Linked DNA regions of Sus scrofa: region 2 is linked to region 1. Evidence: chromatin contacts called from public promoter capture Hi-C data. All regions are on one chromosome and are shown on one strand. Each heading gives the region's core, a stretch centred on a gene start, on an enhancer-like site or on the middle of the called end of the contact. The rest is flanking DNA. Distances are from core to core; before and after follow the strand shown. Region 1 holds the start of RPL14 (ribosomal protein L14). Region 2 holds the start of ULK4 (serine/threonine-protein kinase ULK4).

Region 1 (5,206 bases), core at 1,277-3,776:
TTTTTTCTCCCCACTTCCACCTCTAATTGTCTCCACAGAACACCACCTGGCAGACTTTATTATTTGAATTGTGGTCACTAAGACATCTTAAAATCTCAAACACACAATTTTAATAAAAGTGTGCAAACCATTTCACTTTCAAGGGTTAAGTCACCTCTGATTACGTGTGTATATGTATGTGTGTGTATATATATATATCACTCCTCAGTAGTGGATGAGAAGAAAGCAATTTATTTTTCATCAAGAATGAGGTAAAGTTAATCTGTATGCCTTACATTATTTTGCACATTAATGCCTAAAGGTTTGTGTTCAGTATAGCCCCTTGTAATCTAATGGTTAGGACCTGTGCTTTCACTGCAGCGGCCTGGGTTCAATCCTTGGCCTGGTAACTGAGACCCCACTTCAAGCTGCTGCACACCATGACCAAGGGGGGAAAAAAAAAGATCTGTGTTGAGACATCATGAAATGCTACTACTGTCTAAATTCCTAGTAAGTAACTGGGAATATAACCTCTTTAGTGGCTGTTATAAGAAGATAATGTATTAAATATTTTATTTTTTTGCCCCCCCCCCCCCCTTTGAGGGCCGCACCCACAACACGGAGGTCCCAGGCTAAGGGTCCAATTGTAACTACAGCTGCCGGCCTACACCACAGCCACAGAAACCTCAGATCCGAGTCAAGTCTGTGACCTACACCACAGCTCACAGCAACACTGGATCCTTAACCCACCAAGGAGGCCAGGGATTGAATCCACAACCTCATGGTTCGTGGTGGGATTTGTTTCCACTGTGCCAAGAAGGGAAGACCTTAAACATTTTAAATATTTAACAACTGGCACATACTAAAGAACTCGACTGATGATTGCACTTGAAGAGACAAATATTAGTATTTTGTTTTGAAGCTGAATTGAACAAAATATGTCATGAAACCAGAATTCTGTGGGGAGTTCTTTGTGGTGTAAATCCTAAAAGGGAGACAAAGAAAAAGGATGGGAAATCTGGATAAAAGAAGAGCCACTGAACTACCAGATCACAGGACATTTTAAAAATGCCTGTCTACATCTACACTGTAAATCTCTCCTCTAAATTTTTCTCTCACACTGCTAAATATATTCTCAAGAGAAAAACAACAAAACAGCAAAAACATTTCTTTGGATTAAGCCAAGCAAACTTTTACTAGTATTAATTAAACAAGGGTAGGGGTGATGGTTGGTGGACAGTTACCTGTGTGGGAACTTGAGGATGAAGTCGGTGAGCTGCATGCATTTGAAAGGCATAGCCTGTCTCCTTACTTGAGTGCAAGGTCCATCCACTAAAGCCTAAAAATACATAAGACCAAGGACATCAGTGTAAAACTGTTACCAGCATTCAAAATGCAAACATTTTGTGTATCACTAATCCTTTCAGAATCATCACATCCTTACTATTTAAGTGCTTTTCACAAATAAATAAAACTATCAGCAATTGTAGTACAGCATATAACCCTACATACAATTTTAAGTTTTTAATCCTTGCACGTTCCCAGCAACTCCATGATCATTCAGCTTCTGGTCAATCCCTTAATATATGATTCTCAAATACTGACAACAGCAAACAAAGCTCTTCCTATGTGCTTAACTTTGTTCTAAACTCGCATTACATATAACAACTAATTTAAGCATCACCAATGTTTTAGCATATAATTAGTTAAAAACTCTGGCTGGTTTAAGGAGCAGAAATAATACTCAAAATGCCTTAGTACTTGCCAATTCCAGTATGTGCTCCTAACCCCTATTTGCATTGTTTCCTTTTTTATAAAACGCAATTACCACCCGTAATATTCCTACCTCAGTGGGCTATTGGGACAATTACCATTATAATCTACACTGCATACCATCCATTGCCATATGAAGTCGCGACACTTTTCTTTACACTTACCCTGTTCTGATCAATAACATCTACAATTGCGACCAGCTTGCCGGCATGAGGTCCAAAGGAGACGTAGGCCACTCGGCCAACCTCCACGAAGCGCCTGAACACCTAAAATTGAGAAGTGGGAAAAGGAACAGCAGATCGACTAAAAATACTCTCTGGTTTGCAAAGCTTTACCGCTTTGAAAGGCAACATGGCTAAGAACCGCGAGAAAGAATGGTGAGGGGGAACACACCCAAACGCTACGGTAGTCCTGGATGGACAAAATCCGCAGGAGTGACGGCAAAAGCCAGGTCTATGGGGTCTGCAAGGCCCAAATGCCTGCCCTAGCCAGGATCCCAGCCGCCCCAGAGGTCCAGCTCAGTCGGCCGAAGAGCGCACGCGTGTCCCAAAAGGCGCAGGGCCTGCCGGGCCCTCCACGCGCTCGTCGGTCGCACACCCGGAAAGCTTCCAAACTGCGAGTTCCGTCCGCCCTGGGACCCTCACCGCTCGCTACCTAAAACCCGCAAGGCACCGTTCCGCGCCTCCGCTTCCCAGCCCAGGCGGGGCTGAGGCTGTATGACCAGCAGACCCGGAGCCCGCGCCAGCGATACTCACCATGTTGGCGGCGTTCGGCGAGAAGGAAGAAGGCCTGCCCGACCGTGCGCATGTGTAGCAGGCCGCCCCGCCCCTACGGTGAACAAGACGCCGATGTGTGCACCGATTGGTCGGAACGTACGCACGTACGCACACGCAGGGTCACTGGGAAAACGTGGCGGAGCTCAGCAGAGCCGACCCGGTCTTTTGCAAACGTGAGGGGTAGGATTGCCTCAGTTGGTACCACAGAAGATCTACAGGAAAGTCGTCTTCTAGAACTTCAGGGTAAAGAAGAATACAGAAGATATGCTTCCCATTGTGACTCTGCATCCTTTCAACCTCCTCTTTTAACGTTTTTCTCTTTCCTTCCACTACTCAGTACTCTCCCGATTTTTGTCTATTACTAATGGCCTAGTTAGTAGTAGTTTTTTCTAAGTGACCCCCGTAATTTTATTAACTTTCCGTTTTAAAATAATTCAGATCTACGGAAAAGTTGCGAAACTAGCACAATTCCCAAAACATTTCTTACCCTCTCCAAATGTAACACTAAAGTTGCTTTATCATTCTTTTCTGAACATTTGAAAGGAAACTGTACACACGATATTTCTTTATCTCTAATTGTGAGATAAAGAAAGATTTATTCTAATTGTGCTGTATCCTAAAAACAATGACATTGTTTTATATAGTTGGTATAATGTTTGAGGAGTTCCCTTCCTGGCTCAGCGGTTAACGAACCTGACTAGGATCCATGAGGATGCAGGTTTGATCCCTAGCCTTGATCAGTGGGTTAAGGATCTGGCGTTGCTGTGAGCTGTGGTATAGGTTGCGCAGGTGGCTCAGATCCAGAGTGGCTGTGGCATAGGCCAGCAGCTGTAGCTCCCATTCGACCCCTAGTCAGGGAACCTCCATATGCTGTGGGTGGGGCCATAAAAAGATAAAAAATAAAAATAAAAAAATTTAAATAAATAAATAAAAATATAGGCTTATACGGGAGTTTCCAGGTGGCCAGTGTCTGGTTTGTCACTACTGTGGCACGGTTTGATCCCTGACAGGGAAACTTCCTCCTGCCTCCTGACTGGCCAAAAAATTTTTAAGTAAAAAAGTTGTTGTAGTAAGTACCTTTGTAGTTTATTTTATACCTAGTAGTACTGGGTCTAGTTCAGTGATTCTCTAATTAAGGGTGAATAGACTGGAAGAAAAAAAAAAAAAGATTGCTTAAAATGTTTTCTCCCATTTTTGGTTCTGCTCTGTATATCTGTGAGGGTGGAATCAGAACCAAAAGCAGAGAATATCTAAAATTAGGACCTGATTTATAATCTTCCATTCCTGGCAACCTCATCTCTTTTCTTCCTTCTTTGAATAGCTTACTTTTAATACTACCAACTGACTCACCATGAAATACTTAAGTATGGTAATAATTGTAAATTGTTTAATTGATTAAATAAAGCAAAAGAAGGAAACTTTGAGGAAGTTCAGAGCCCAACTGTCCTGACTTTTTTTTTTTCCCCTTTTTTTGGCTGCATTTAATATGGAAGTTCCTGAGCCAGGGATTGAATCTGAGCCATAGCTGCAATCTATGCTGCAGCTGTAGCAGCACTGGATCCTCAACCCACTACACCACAGCAGGAACTCCAAGAGCCCACCTATTTTGTTCTTAGGATTGTGTTTATTGGTTACTTTAGTTATGTGTCTATTATGATCACTATTCATAATTATTAATGCATCTCACCCTTTTAGATATTAATTGAAGTCATTTAATATGATAAATGTGCCTAATGCAATAAGTTAAAATAAAATACAGTCTTGTTTTTTGGGGGTTTTTTTTGGCCATGCCCAACATGTGGAAGTTCCTGGACCACGGATGGAACACATGCCACAGCAGCAACCCAAACTGCTGCAGTGACAACTCCAGAGCCTTAACCCACTGTGCCACAAGGGAACTCCCGGTCTAGTTGGTTTCTTTTTTTCTTTTTTTATTAGAGTATATTTGACTTACAATGTTGTGCCAATTTCTGCAGTACAGCAAAGTGATCCAGTCATATATATATACGTTCGCCTTCTTATATTATCTTCCATCATTCCTGGTCTATCCCAAGCCAGTCTAGTCATTTTGTAGAAGTTCTCTTAATATGGATTTGTTGATTAGATTCAGATTATGCCTTTTTTGCACAAAAAAAACTTGTGACCTTGATGCATTACATCAGAACACCCACAGGCTATCTCTTTGTCCCAATATGGCAGCGTTAATTTTCATCACTTGATTAAGTGTACTGACACTCCTTTTCTCTAAGCTCTCTGGCAGTTTATCTTCCCAGGATGGTTCTAGCAGCCTCCTAAGTGACCTGCTTCTCCATTGCCCCATTTACTGTATTCTCTGCTCATCAGACAGGGATCTTTTTAAAAAGTAAGTCAGATCACATCACTTCCTTTTAAAAATAACCCCTGTGGCTTTCTACAGTTACTTAGAGTAAATGGAGCAGATGTGGCTTGGATCCGGTGTTGCTGTGGCTGTGACATAGACCCCAGCTGAGCCTTTAAAAGAAAAAGTAATAGTCACCACTAGGCCTGGTGCGGGCAGCAGTGGCTAGAGGGAGAAAGAGGGGTTTCTGAGCTGCTGGTGCTAGTTTCTTCATCTGGGTGTTGATTATATATGTGTTCAGCTTGTGAACATTCAAATCTCTCCCTCTATGATTTGTGCATTTCTTTTCCCCAAATGTATG
Region 2 (5,849 bases), core at 3,002-5,501, 1.1 Mb before region 1:
AGGGGTCAAGTCAGAGCTGCAGCTCCCGGCCTGCATCACAGCCACAGCAATGCAGGGTCCAAGATACACCTGTGACCTATGCTACAGTTTGTGGCAACACTGGATCCGTAACCCACTGAGCAAGGCCAGGGATCGAATTGACATCCTCATGGATACTATTCAGGTTTGATTTCACTGAGCCACAATGAGAACTCCCTCTGTTATTGCTATACCTTCAGTAAAATCTGTCTCACACAGTAACGTGGGCTTTGGGAAAGGAAAAAGAAGAAAGCACCATCAGGTCCATGAGGGGAATCAGGGCCTTATGTGAACAGGATGTGCTGGAGATAAGACAGTGGGAAGGGACCAACCATAAAGAAATTTGCTGCAAGATGGGAGTTCTCATTATGGCACATCGGAAACGAATCCGACAAGGAACCATGAGTCATTGGGTTTGATCCCTGGCCTCACTCAGTGGGTTAAGGATCTGCTGTTGCTGTGGCTGTGGTGTAGGCCGGCAGCTGTAGCTCTGATTAAACCCCTAGCCTGGGAACCTCCATATGCCGCAGATGTGGCCCTAAAAAGCAAGCAAGCAAACAAACAAAACAAAACAAAACAAAAACCAGAAAGAAAGAAATTTGCTGCAAGAAGTGACCGAAAAAAAAATTTCACTGGAGGAGTTCCCGTCGTGGCTCAGTGGTTAATAAATCTGACTAGGAACCATGAGGTTGTGGGTTCGATCCCTGGCCTTGCTCAGTGGGTTAAGGATCTGGCGTTGCTGTGAGCTGTGGTGTAGGTTGCAGATGTGGCTTGGATCCCGAGTTGCTGTGGCTGTGGTGTAGGCTGGCGGCTACAGTTCAATTCAACCCCTAGCCTGGGAACCTCCATATGCTGTGGGAGTGGCCCTAGAAGAGGCAAAAAGACAAAAAGAAAAATTTTTTTTTTTCACTGGAAATCTAGTCCATCCTGGAGTTGCCACCGTATTTGTGTATTTGTGTTAGAGTGATTAACTTGGTTATTAAAGGAAAAAGACATCCTAGGATGCCAGACATTTTAAGGGGCAGGGGTTAGTATCATAAGGTTGAAAATCATCATCCAAGAGGGAGGTGGTGTCTGAGTTGCGGTTACTTTTGCTACGGGCCCTCTGCTTATCTGAAGCCAAGTGCTTTCTGTGTTCCAAAAAAGCCTCAGCTTTTCCATTTTTCTTCCTTATTCATCAGTGCTCTTATGGTTTAAATCTTGGTTCAGTCATTTCAGTGAGGTTTTGGGAGGCTGCATGGAAAGTTCATGTTCAGTTCCTTGAATCATGAGTCCAAATTATTTTGTGAGGACAGTTACAGCCTTTCCCAAGTGTCCTGGTTTGGCTTCCTTCTACGTAGAAGTAGAGCATCTTTCTCAGGTCCCCCAGTTATCCCAAGAATGTGGGACCTTCTTCAGCACAGGTGTTGCATATTTAGCCGGTTTTAAAGAACTAGGTGTTTACCTGGATTTAAATCTCTTCTATCTTTCCTTTTTTATTTTATTTTATTTTATTTTATTTTTTAGGGCTATACTTGTGGCATATGGAGGTTCCCAGGCTAAGGGTCTAATCGGAGCTGTAGCTACCAGTCTACACCACAGCCACAGCAATGCCAGATCCTTAACCCACTGAGCAAGGCCAGGGATCGAACCCAAAACCTTGTAGTTCCTAGTCGGATTTGTCTCTACTGAGCCATAAGGGGAACTCTAAACTCTTCTATCTTTAAAAGCTGTGACCTCCAAGTGAAGTGGCAAAGGAAGTTTCTCTGCTGAGCTTCTACTTGAAAGCTTCCCCAGACCAAACAGACCAAGAGAGCTGAGTGTTTGTCCTGAAGCATATCCATTCCTGCAGAGCCAGTCATTGAATGGGGGTAAGGCTGGTTTTTTTGGAGGGAACATGCAAAGGAATCTGCCTATGAACTCATGGTGTTTACAACCACAGAGCTCTTCACAGCATGTTGAAGACCTAGGGAATGCATTTCTTTCAGGACTAGTTAAGATTTTTCCTGACTAAATGATTTGTTTTTACTTTGTAGCCAGTAGAAGATTTAAGGGTTATGCTTTTCTACTAGCAGCTAGAATATACAAAGCCCATTTCAGGGCCCACCCTGAGCACTTGCATTTCTTCTGTCTTCAAAATATGTATTTTTGGAGTTCCTGTCATGGCACAGCGGAAACAAATCTGACTAGGAATCATGAAGTTGTGGGTTTGATCCCTGGCCTCACTCAGTGGGTTAAGGATGCGGCGTTGCTGTGAGCTGTGGTGTAGGCTGGCAGTTGTAGCTCCGATTAGACCCCTAGCCTGGGAACCTCCATATGCCATGGGTATGGCCCTATAACAACAAAAAAAGACCAAAAAAAAAAAAAAAAAAAGAAAAGAAAGAAAGAAAAACCCCACCAAAATATGTATTTTGTTGTTGTTCTAAATTCCCTAGGATCCAAGCTAATCTTAATTTGTTTCCTTCCCAATTTTTTTTTGCTAACTTTACATGTATTATTATTTTGTATGCTCCTTTGAATGAAGGTAACAATAAAAGATGTTTTTCCTCCTCTGCAAGTCTAACATAGTGCTTTGTCCAAAGGAACTTTCTGTGTGACTGAATGAAGAGATTCTTGACCTAGATTATGATAATATAGACATGAGGAAGAGGTCACTTGCATAACTCAGGTTTTGGTATCGAATCCTTCAAGTCAGATTCATTATTATCAACTATAACGAGAAGGAATTATCTAAAATTGAGGTGACGTTTACCCTGAAAGTGCTCAGGAACTGAAGCAATTCAAAACATGTTTGAGTTCTGCCCTGTTTAAGAGCCTAAACAGCATTTAGCTGGTTTTTATTTTTTGACATTGAACTAATAATGCCTGCTGAGGTCCAACTTTTGGTCCAGTAGTGGTTAATGAGCTGGGTCCATGTACTTTCTAGCTTGTGTTTATGATATTGTCTCAAAATTGTCTCTAGCAGGAGTTCTTAAACTTTGCTGGATCATTGGTACCTTTGAGAATCTGATCAAACCATGGATTCCCATCCAGAAAAATGCACATGCACACATTTTAGCTCTCTTGACAGGAACATGTGTTCTCTGGAGGCATCCAAAAAATGTAGGCTAAGAAGCACCAGGATTTGATATTGTTTCTGACATTAATGCTAAGGCTATCAAGCTTGGAATAAACTAGTTCCAATTTCATTTTAAGTCTTGATTAATTAGGAATTGTTCCATGAGGATTTTTTCCCACATCAAATCTATTAAATTGACAATAACGGCTAATAAGATTCCTGAGAAGGAAAGTAAATAGGAGAGGTAATAACCTGCCATTAGAGAGGCAGAGTTCCTCCAGGTAGGTTTTCAAACGCGGTCCCTTATGGCAAGATCCACATCACCTGTTAACTTGATAGAAATGCAAAATTTAGGGCCTCATCCAGATCTACAGAATCGAACATTCTGTGGGTAGGTGTGGAGCTTGTTTTAACCAGCACTGCAGCTGATTCTGATGCTAAAGTTGAGAAACACTGCGCTAACTCTAGTGGAAGGAAAGGGGAGCTGGTGCTAACGTGCCTGGCAGTTGCTATTTGAGGGCGTGGATCTTTGAAAGTCCTAAGCAACTAAATTGAGATCAGAGGATCTGATCTATTTTTTTTTCATGTACAAGAAGGAAGATAATCCACAGCCTACTCCTTTCTAAAGAGTGAGGAGACATTTGTTACCCACATTATGTCGCCGCGTCCATCTGAGCTCCAGAGGGCATAAGAAAAACGATGGAAGGAAACGGAGGACAGTGGGAGCAGGAAAAATGACGAGGGCCCAGGACTGCATTGCCACCAACTATGCAACTACTGCCCACGAAAGTCCCCTCGATCCACCCAAACTCCAGTCCCACCCCCGTCAGGGTGGACCAACTCTCGGTCCCAGCCACCCAATTCCGTGCCGCAGCCACCAGTAACCAAAAGCAGCCCTAGCGCTCCTTCCACGGTTGAGTGCTGCCCAGGAGACGTGATGGGCCAATCCAAACGCGGAGGTGGGTGGAACTCGCAAGGCCAGAGGCCACGCTCTGAGCCGGGTTTCCCCAAGCATTTTCTACCGCAATTTAGGGTCGGTCGGTGGACTAGCCCTAACGCAGGGAGCAAGGCCGTTGTTGTTGAGGGAGGTGCCTAGCGGCTTCATTTCCAGACTCCAGCCAATAGGAACTGATACTGATCAGCCAATCAGCAGCCAGCGCTCCTTCCGGCGTTCTGCGTGCTGCCCTGGAGACGTGCAGGCCTAATCCAAATGCGAAGGGGTGATGGACCTGTAAGGTTTCACGCTGTTTCTGCGCGTCCCGCCTTGCTCCATTACTTCGTCCCTGGCTTTGACCAGTGGACTCGTCCTGAGGGGTGGGGGCTAAGACGCGCGCACTCGCTGCAGCGGTCTGGTGGACCTGCGGCTTCTCCCCACCTGGTGAGCAGGTGAGTGGCAGTGGAGGCTTTAGGGGCGCTGAATCTGGGTTCCGGTCTCTCTTAGCGTTCGCTGGAGCGATTACAGATCTGTAGGGGAGCCGTCCAGCTACCGTCCCCCTCTGGGCGGACCCTGTGCACCCCCCCACCCCCCCTCTCTTCGGGCTCTGCTTTGTGCTGTATTAAACTCTACACAACTTTTTGTTCAGGGTACACGGGACACCCCTTGTTTCGCGAGTTGCGCTGTACAGACGCCCGAGTTCGCAGTTTAAAACTTGGGCTCTTAAAACTCAGGCTTAGCTTCCCGGGTGTCGGTGGACTTGGAGAAGGCACTGAAAGCAGCCCGTTTGCTGGCGGCGAGCTACTTGGGGTTGGGGAGGAGGGAGTGTTTACGTAGCGACTTAGAGCCTGCACTTTCGAGGTCCCCGAGCTCAAAGCCTGCAGTTGATTCGGTCGGTGAAGTGCGGAGGGGGAGCACCTGTTGAGTGCTTAGCGTAGTGCCTGCCACCTTTTGTGTCCTCGGGTAAGGTTGACTTGGCCTGCGGTTTTCGAAGATAGCTGCGCAACGAGAGGGCGAGTTAAAACACGGATTGCTCGGCCCCGCTTCTAGAGTTTCCGATTCAGTAGGTCTGGGCCCGGGCCAAGAATTTGCATTTCTGCCAAGTTCCTGAGCGCTGCTGATGCCGCTAGTGTGGGAGTTAATGATCTGAAGGAAAAGGGTTCCAATTTTTATCAACGTGCCCCTACCACCTAGTCTGTTTCAGAGTTCGTTGAGAGTAGGTCATGGCCCCTGAATCTTAAATACCTCAATTTCTCAAATACGTTATTTTTCTGACTTCTGTCTTCTCAGATGGTACATATATACCTAGGTGAATTTATAGATTAAAAGAGACGTTTTATTTTACAGTTTAAGAGGTTACAGATTTTAAAAAACGCTTCTTAGGAAGTTTCAGTTGAGGAACATTTGAGGATTGAGTCAAAAAGAATCTCAAAGGTCATGGGGATTTCAAATTTGAAAGACAACTTAGAAGATCATCTGATCCAATTCTTTGTTTTACTCTAAAAAAATTGGGCCCTCACAGAGGGGACCTGCTGATGGTAATAAACCCACCCTTGTCAAAGCCACTTTGTTAATTGATGTATTATGTTAATTTCAGGATGAGTGCTTTGCTCAGGTGCTTCTATTTAGTAAGAGATTGAGGAAATGAATTTGATCTGACTCAAATTTAAAATTTTAAGGTTTTTTTTTTCCCTTATAGCCTAAAACGTTGTTTTTGAGGAATCAGTTATTCTTACATAAAAACTTTATATTCACCATTTTATCATGTTGTGTCCTCATTTGTAAACATTTGCCTAAGTTTTCTGTTTATTTTTTTCCTGCTTTAATAACTTCTACATCTTAACATATTTTCTCTCTCTC

The links. Promoter capture Hi-C pulls out the DNA fragments that hold promoters and counts their contacts.
Region 2: a promoter capture Hi-C map of liver shows a contact between it and region 1, with 6 times the contacts expected there. The contact joins the promoter of ULK4 here to the promoter of RPL14 in region 1. A contact is called at or near these places in 1 of 5 promoter capture datasets (liver) and 1 of 2 datasets of contacts at active chromatin or transcription factors (alveolar macrophages).

What each region holds. Positions count from the first base shown.
Region 1 is chr13:24,692,529-24,697,734 of Sscrofa11.1, reverse strand. RPL14 (ribosomal protein L14) reads right to left here and starts at 2,526. Exons shown (of 6, transcript NM_001097478.1): 1 at 2,508-2,526; 2 at 1,917-2,018; 3 at 1,224-1,318. The coding sequence starts at 2,510.
Region 2 is chr13:25,749,867-25,755,715 of Sscrofa11.1, reverse strand. ULK4 (serine/threonine-protein kinase ULK4) reads left to right here and starts at 4,251. Exons shown (of 38, transcript XR_002337917.1): 1 at 4,251-4,441.